Regions from separate parts of the Acanthopagrus latus genome. Here region 1 is linked to region 2. A link is a contact called in public Hi-C data. All regions are on one chromosome and are shown on one strand. The core of a region is the stretch at or near the end of the contact, and the rest is flanking DNA. Distances in the headings are between cores, read along the strand shown. Region 1 holds the start of LOC119019151 (dmX-like protein 1). Region 2 holds the start of commd10 (COMM domain-containing protein 10).

Region 1 (4,466 bases), core at 1,546-4,045, 250 kb after region 2:
AACAAAACAACATAAACACTGATTTCTGTTATCATTTTCCAGATAGCAGTCGAACAGAAGTCGAACTTTATGGTGAAGCATAAAAGGTATTAAATACTACACACTCAAATTGTTTGAGACAAAAATAGTCACACAAAAAATATAAAGAAATTGCACTTGAACAAAATCATACCTGAGGGAATGGAAACAAGTGGTGGGTGTAGTGTCTCGTATCGGCAACAGCAGTGTTAGCAGCATGAAGTAGAGTAACTGTACTTGTAGTAGCAGAAGCAGGATGTGTAAAATTGGAGTAAAAGGCTAAAACGATGTGCACCCTAAACTCCAGCAACAAACCATTACATCAGCTACTTGGATTACGTCCACAGTCTATTTATACAGTTATTATTTTAAAACAGTGCTGACATTTCGTGCCCATTTTCTCCAGATTAACAGTTCTGCAGGTTGTTTTTAGGGATGCTGCCAAATAAATCTTGGACCGAGCACAGAGACGATGAGATATTTTTAGGACCTCTTCTATCTTCTAGCTCTCTGCCTCTAACACTGAAATTCTGACTTAGCCTGAGAGAACATGATGCCCACTATAACTGAAAACTATTCACACAAGGTACCACTTTTAGTCAGTAAGTCGGTATCAGTCTGAGATATCTTGTAGACCGTGTTGTGACACAGGAGGGTTCTTCAACACATAACTAACCTAGACTCAAGTTTCAAATAGCAGGGTGTATAACTGAGTGTTTTTTCTTCTTCTTCTTTCTCTTTAGTGTCTTAAGAAGCTGCTGCTGGCAGAGAACTACACACGCAAAAACTCAGAGAATTCAATATCACACTGAACAGCAATATCCCTCAAACACTGCGGAGTTTGCCTATGAAAGTATTCTCTTTACTTCAGACGACGTTGCTCAAAGTCAAACCCAGCGATGGAAAACTGAGATTGGAAAGCAAAATAAGGTGACATTGTTTTGCTAAGGTGTGTGTGCGTGCCTATTTGTGCATGCACACAAATGTTATTTTTATGTTTTTTTCTTTGCATCTAATGCACGTAAATGTAACCTTCAGCGATTCGATGGTCATGAGTGTGTGTGTGTGTGTGTGTGTGTGTGTCAAAACTGACAGGCCATGTAATATTTAGCAGAGTTATACTATGGAGCTACATCTTTAATAATGCTGTGACCTACTTCCTGACTGGGGAGTCAACAGTTTCATCATCACCACTCTGCAACTGCCACGACAATAAATGTCGCCAACCTCCCCTAATGTTACTGACATGTCAGCCATTTTAATTATTCATGGGCAGTGTCTGTCCCATTTAACTCCACATGCATAAATTGACTTTGAAGGCTCCAAAAAACCCCCATCGCCATTCACTCGCCCATTCAACAGTGCTTAGTCCAGAGTGTGCAGGTAGAAATCAAGATGCGAGCTGCTGGCTTCACATGATATTGAGGATATATGAGATTAGGTATGACGTTGTGTTAGAAGTGTCAGTGTTATGTTGTGTTATTCTGTGTTCCTTAAATGTCATGTTGCAATGAATGAGTCTGAATGTTATTATTGGCCAAAATGCTGATATTGCGAAATGTTTACACAAGCTTAAATATATGTTGAATAGAGGAAGTGTGCTCCGGAATAAGAAATAATATTACATCAGATCAGAAGTGCAGCAGTGATGATCCAGCTCATCCATTTGCACCGGTCAAAGGAAACTGGAATCTGGTGTATTGAGCAAGAGTGACACCCTGTGGTTATTTAGGCTTAATGTGGGGTCTTTAAAGAACAGGTCATTTGAAGATACACTCAAATTAAACGTCACACCGATTGACTAGACGTTGTGGAGTAAAACTTGACACCATTAGAAAAGTTGAAAAGACAGATTCAGTGACCTCAGTTCAGCAATGACTTATATTTCTGGGAATTAAGACTGACACAGAAACACGTAAGGCGAACCTGTTGACACAATGTACACATGAGAAATTCACACACAGAAATCGCCCCAATCCATGAATATGGAGGCCAATAAGAAAATTAACATGTAAACTTGAAAATTAAGATGTAAATTTCCAATTGCATTGCAATTTTCCCACATTTGTATGTGTTTTATGAGTGAAAATTCAAATTAAGAAACACTATTTCAATTTGCGTCAGCATTTTCACATAGTGGCACGGGCGCAATGCAAAAAGCTGTTTGACAATTAATCTTAATCAGAACATTGTCCACCACAGAGCAGCCTCTGAGTCTATGTGAATAAAATGTAAAACAGCTTTTCCACAGTCATTTTAACATAACCATACAAGAATGGGAAAATGCTCATGTATAATTTATGAATTGCATCACTTTTATTTTCACTCAGATAACACATACATATGTACACAACTATAATTCTACTGTGGAATTACATTTCATAATACAAGTTTACGTCATTATTTTAATAAAGTCCTCTATAGACTTCCGTATAGAAATCGGTAAAACACAACTGTCTGCATTTTAGCAGATAGTCAGGCTTATTCTTGCAGTGTGTTATGCATGAATGCAGCTTTGGGAACGGTATTTAGTGTACAGTGTTTTGTTATGACTATTGGACATGGTACACCTGACCGTAGATAGCCAAGTCAGTCCATGCATCTCCACAGATCTGACTATACTAAGCTCACAGATGCTGGCACATCATTTTGACTCCTGTGCACAGGTTGAATGACGACTACGTCTGTATGTGGGCAGGGCAGGTCGCACAAAACTGTCCTGCCGCCCTGCTGTCAAAACGCAACTACAAGGACCACAATGCATTGCAGCGAAACAGTCACTATCATGACACATCTTCAACATAAGGAAAAGCTTCCTCCTTGGAAGCGTTTTATTTGCTAACCTTGGGGAGAGGTTGGCTCCTTCTTATGGTTAGCATTTTGAGAAGTGATTAAAAGGCTCCTGATATTGGCAAGCTGACACTGTCGGGCGCTGAATGTGTGACACAAGTGATCTAACAGCTAGCTTTCTGGCTCAGGCGCTCGCTAAAAGACAGCTTCCCAAGCTAGTAGGCGCTAACGCTAGCTAACTGTGGAGACCGTATCCGTAATATTTAACGTCGGAGAGCTACATTCATCAAAGACAGCCATTGAAAGCAGTGACCGGTGTCCGTTTTTCACCACAAAGTAAGTAGCTAATGACTTTCTCTGACGCTTGGATGTGTTACGTTGCTTGTTGTGTAAACTGCAGACGGCTAGCTAAACTTGACAGCTAAGTTAGCGTCTGATTCGAGGACTGGGAAACGGGCAGCTAATGTATGAAGTGTTTGATCAAAATCTTTTGAGACACGTATTCAGTTACAAGCGGGATTTATCTGAGCGGGGTGACACACTGTTGGTCATATGTGGTGACATTTTCTGCCTTAATGTGCTGGCGTGTGAAGCGATATCACGTGAGGTGCCACAGCACAGGAAACAAAACGGTAACTCACATTTTCTCCAGTCATAAGGCAGTTTAACGCTGCTGCTGCTGCGATTATTCTATGAATGTTTGGGTCAAACTTTGACATTTAAGAGTTTTCAGGCACAACGTTATCCCGTGCCGCAAGTTGTGTACTTTGTGCCTGAGCAAAAATGAGATGTATCTAAATCAGCAGTACTTTTAAACTGGCAATATGGATTTAATTTTTTGTGTGCATTCAGTTTTCTTATATCGACCCTACCTGTGCCTGCAGCAAAGGTTAGTGTAACTAAACAGGCAAGACAAATTGACACACAAGTGTCACCTAGCAGGTTTTAGTGTTGTAGTGAGGTGTAAGCCCATACTGTGGTGACCCACTTGGCTTACTCACACCTGCTCTGCACTCTTTTTTTTTTTTTTTAATAATGGCCCTTTTATATCCATTGGACTTGATTGACTGCCAGCATACAGAGGTGGAACACTGCCGACACTGTATTCAGGCATTTCTGTTGTTACCCACCCATAACCTGTCCTATCCTTTACTTCAGTATCCTCAGTGGAAGTTGTGATACATTTATTGAACCAGTCGCGCTGCTGTTTACATACAATTTTTAATTTTCCACCATTTTGTGTACATCTCACTCATTGTAAATGCACGTCTGATGCATTCATATCTTACTGATGGCAAACACTTTCACAAATGTTAGGTGAAGTGTCACAGGCTAAATAAAATGACAGCTTAGGTAGTCTGAGGTATCACTGTTTGGTGGAGATACAAGACGCTTCCAAAAAGGCACAGCAAAAACATCAGACAGGTTAGACCACATTGGCTATGTGTCTTTTAAATGTTACAAGTGCGTCAGAAAATGGCCACAGGAATTATCTCCTATGCTAGAACAAACATTAAAGGCACACAATCCAGTACCTGTCAGTCGTGAACACACCAGGTGCAGTAAGCGATTCTGTAGAAAGATAGATAATTGTTGCGTCTTAGTCCAAGGTCATCAAATATAGATGCTTTGGGTTGGTAAGCCACCAGCCAATACAT
Region 2 (3,947 bases), core at 551-3,050:
TGTGTGTGTGTGTTTGTCGTGTACAGCATGATTTTTGATTTACTGATTTGTATCTTATCATCCCCTCCATGTGTGTTTTGTGTGTGTATGTGTGTGCAGGCCGGTATTGCAGGAGCACCTGCTCGTGCCGTATCAGCTGTAAAGAACATGAACCTCCCGGAAATGCCCAGAAACATCAACATTGGTGACATCAGCATAAAAGTGCCAAATTTACCCTCCTTCAAATAGTGGCAGCGAGATCCTGAGCCTGCAGATGTCAGCCAATGTTTACCGTGATGCAATCTGTTTACCAAAACCTCAAATTACTAACTTTTATCAAAACTATACATCTTGAAGGTACTGTGTGATTTGACACTCCTTGTTCTGGCTGTTATGTCTTTGTTTTTCCTATTAAAAAAAGAGTGTTTTATGTGTTTTTTTTTTTTTTTTTTAATCTGTTGGAAGGAAAAATTTAAGTATTTATTTATCAGTGGTACATTCCTTCTGCCTCGCTGGGGGTTGGCCCTTGACGTTTAGCTGCTACAGTACTGATCTGTGTCAGTTTGTAACTGAAATTATTTCACTGACAAGTGTTTACTTTAAAGAGAAAGTGTGGTGGGTGGTGACATTTCGGGAAAGACTTCAACTAGTGGAGGAAAGAGCATGAAACCATTTCAAATACCAAATTGGAACAGGTCTGCTACAGTATTGGAAGTCATACATTACAGCTCGCTGGTAAAATCAGTCAACAATATTATTATATTGCAGATATGCTGTGTGATAGAAATATGAATATATGCTGAAATGATTTTTTTTCTTTTCTTATTTGTATGCAAAATATTTTTAAATGATTTATCATGTCTTATCAAATATTTCTCTTAATTTTAATCTGTGCATGAACTTTTTTCTCTTCTTTTTCAACATAATAAACTGTCGAAATTCAACCGTTCTGTTTGTCGTTTTTCCTTATTATTGTTGTTTGATATTATCAATATGTGTCTTAGACAGTACATTAAACAAATAGTCTTAGATACACCATATCATTATTTTGTCCTTGGAGATGTTTCACTTACGAGATCTTGTTAAAAAATTCAGTATGTGGCAGGCTCTCACTTAAGGTATGGGTAATGTAGTGAAATAAAAGAGCTAATAGGTGTAACTGATGACTGTATTAATGTTGAATAAAAATGCTAATGCTTTACAGTCAAATTTTTGGTAGTGAAAAGTCTTTGCCTGTTTTGATTATTTGACCACTTATTCCAAGTAAGAAACGTCTGCAGATGATCTGGTTAACATGGTTCACTTAACACCAGGGCTGTCACAACATGCCAGATGATAACCGTGATATTTAAAAAAAAAGAAAAAAAAGAAGTAATATTGAGATCATGTTAATAGTCCTGTGCAGATGTTATGCCTCTCTGGATTTCTTCTTTATCAGTTCAGTTCAGTTTTTTTTGTGCACTTGCAGTTTTGACCATTATGCAATAAAATATAATGGCACATTGTTTAATATTTTACTTATTTATTCATATTTATTTCATTTATTAATAATGAACACTTGGTTGCAGACGTGGTTTATCCTTCACAAACTCTGATCAGTAATTGATGACTTATAAGAAACCAGCCAACATTTCTGACTCCATTATTATCAAAATGAGTGAAGCAGCAGTAGTCTTACGCTTTTCCCTGCGCATTTGTCGCCGGCTCTGTGTGTCCATTACATATTCCGTACTTACTCTTGTAGTAGACGCTTCAGTTGTGCGCAGCTTTTACGCAAACACCGCGCCACCGGATTCAGCTGTGTGGTCACAGTTACTGTGAAATCGGTTGACATATTATTCTTTACACTGTTGTGTTAGAGTATAAAGTGACACTTAAAGTTATTTTTTGTGTGTAATTCGTTCTTCACTGCGCATGCTCGCCGCAGCTTTGACTGTCACATGTGCCGCTGTCTGTCTCGTGACAACAGGAAGGAGGAATAACAACAGTGAGAGGATGCTGCTGCTGCTTTGACACTTCGACACAGCTCTTAATTTTTCATTCATAGAAAAAAACAGCAGACAACAATGACTTCACTTATCAAAGAAACACAAAGGTGGGCAGCTTCTTTCTTTAATACCGAGACAAATAGTCTTTCCCGTAACTAACGTCAAGCTAAGTTACCTGTAGCCTAACGCAGCTTCATGAAAGTTGTCGATATTTTGATGAGGTGCATTGATAAATACGAGCTAACACACAGAACTAGCTTGAGGAAGATTTGTGTTTCTGATGCCATCGTTAAACTGCGTTATTATCAGATTTTGTCGCTCTTTTTCGGGGGGGAAATTAGCCCTCTGTAGCTTCCTTCTTCCACTTTCATCTAACAAACCTGTACGTTAAATTGTAACGTTACATGAGGACTCATTGTGTTGTGGTGGAGTGAAGCAGCTACATGCTTGTGAGATATTGACAGTTCACTGTTGTCTTCTAGACTCAGTACAATATCAATACTGCGCTACATTTGAGAGGAGTTAATCGTTGGTTTCTGTTAACAATCAACAATATGCTGTACACATAATATATTAGTTGATTGTTTATTGTTAAGTTGCAACTGATGTTGATGTATTAGTGTTTGTTGTTGTTGTTTCTAATTATTACTAGTTTTACTATAGAACTGATGCATTATTTTAGTGTCAAACGAGGTAGCAGAACAAACTACCATAAATGCCATAGTACTTTGTATTAAAATGTACAAATGCAATAGTTAACAATCACAAACTGAGGCTTAAAGTCACAATTCTTCTGAATTGGTAATAGTTGTGTCAGACATGTGACTAAAATAATTTGGGTCCAAGTCCCTGGCAAGTCTTAAGTCATTTTTTTATCAGGCAAATCAAGTCAAGTCGATTATTCAATTAAGGCAAGTCAAGTCTCAATTCAAGTCACTTATCACTCCTGAAGATACTGGAGTCTTACCTACCCAGATTATAGTGCCATGAAAATCTGATATAACATGAAAATATAACTGTAATATAAGATGCACAGACTGGGCCTAAAAGCACCATTCTTCATAACTGGTCATTATAAATAAGCAGTGCTTAGGTTTTTGTAAAAATTGATTTTGAAAGTTCTCTATCGATTGTTATTATGAAGTTTGGTTACTTTGGCTGAGTGTGTGTGTGACAGTATGTCTACACACAACCTCATTTCAGGCTGCCATTCAGTCTTCACACAGATGGTCTTATTTATTCTGTGGAAACCTCCTGTCTGCTGATGCTGAATGTTGTCACTGGGATATGTTTGAATCTGTCTTTGCTGTCATATATACATTGCAGTTACCTTTGAAATTCACTGACAGCTAGAGTGAAATGCCTTTCATCTTCATCTAGGACATGATGCTTGGTCCGTAAAGTCTTATTCTGTTTGTTAACTGAAAGATCTGAGTACTTTCCACACCGCTGTCATCAACGTTCATGACTCTTCTTTCCAAACAGCATAAAAGAAGCGGTGACTTTCATCAACGCAATTGATGCGAACAAATTCTCCAGGCTGATCTCCCGCATCATCCAGAAGCTTCATTTGAAGGTACAGACACTGCACAGTGCTATCTGTGACAAAGACAAGAGGCTTCTGAGGCTTTTGCAGAAAAGCTGCAGCGCCAGAGAGAGCAGTGCATGCATGATGACTTATCAGTGCATCAGTCAGACTTGCTCTAATGAATGTGCACTCATGCCTGGCCCTGTTGACCATTCAGGTTTTTTTTATTAGATTTAGCTGGCTGACAAAAAATGTCAGCCATTCATTCCATGAACAATTAGTCTGGTTGATTAGATTTTTTTGACTTGCTGAATGACATTAATTTTGTTCAATCATAATATGTAATTCAAAAGACATTGTGATGATAGTGATAATGATAATGATGTAAAGAGCAGATCGTATCATATGACATTTAGAGTGACTGTTGCATGACTGCTGACTGATATGGCTTC

What was found. A called contact is a pair of places that touch in the nucleus more often than the background predicts.
Region 1: a Hi-C map of muscle shows a contact between it and region 2, with 7 times the contacts expected there. The contact joins the promoter of LOC119019151 here to the promoter of commd10 in region 2. A contact is called at or near these places in 3 of 4 Hi-C or Micro-C datasets (liver and muscle).

The regions. Positions count from the first base shown.
Region 1 is chr5:22,219,108-22,223,573 of fAcaLat1.1, forward strand. It overlaps LOC119019151 (dmX-like protein 1), which reads left to right and starts at 2,796. Exons shown (of 50, transcript XM_037097476.1): 1 at 2,796-3,144. LOC119019153 (a long non-coding RNA gene) reads right to left here and starts at 3,540. Exons shown (of 4, transcript XR_005074948.1): 1 at 3,450-3,540.
Region 2 is chr5:21,968,346-21,972,292 of fAcaLat1.1, forward strand. commd10 (COMM domain-containing protein 10) reads left to right here and starts at 1,801. Exons shown (of 8, transcript XR_005074889.1): 1 at 1,801-2,074; 2 at 3,453-3,543. It overlaps ap3s1 (AP-3 complex subunit sigma-1), which reads left to right. Exons shown (of 6, transcript XM_037099307.1): 6 at 100-923. The coding sequence ends at 228.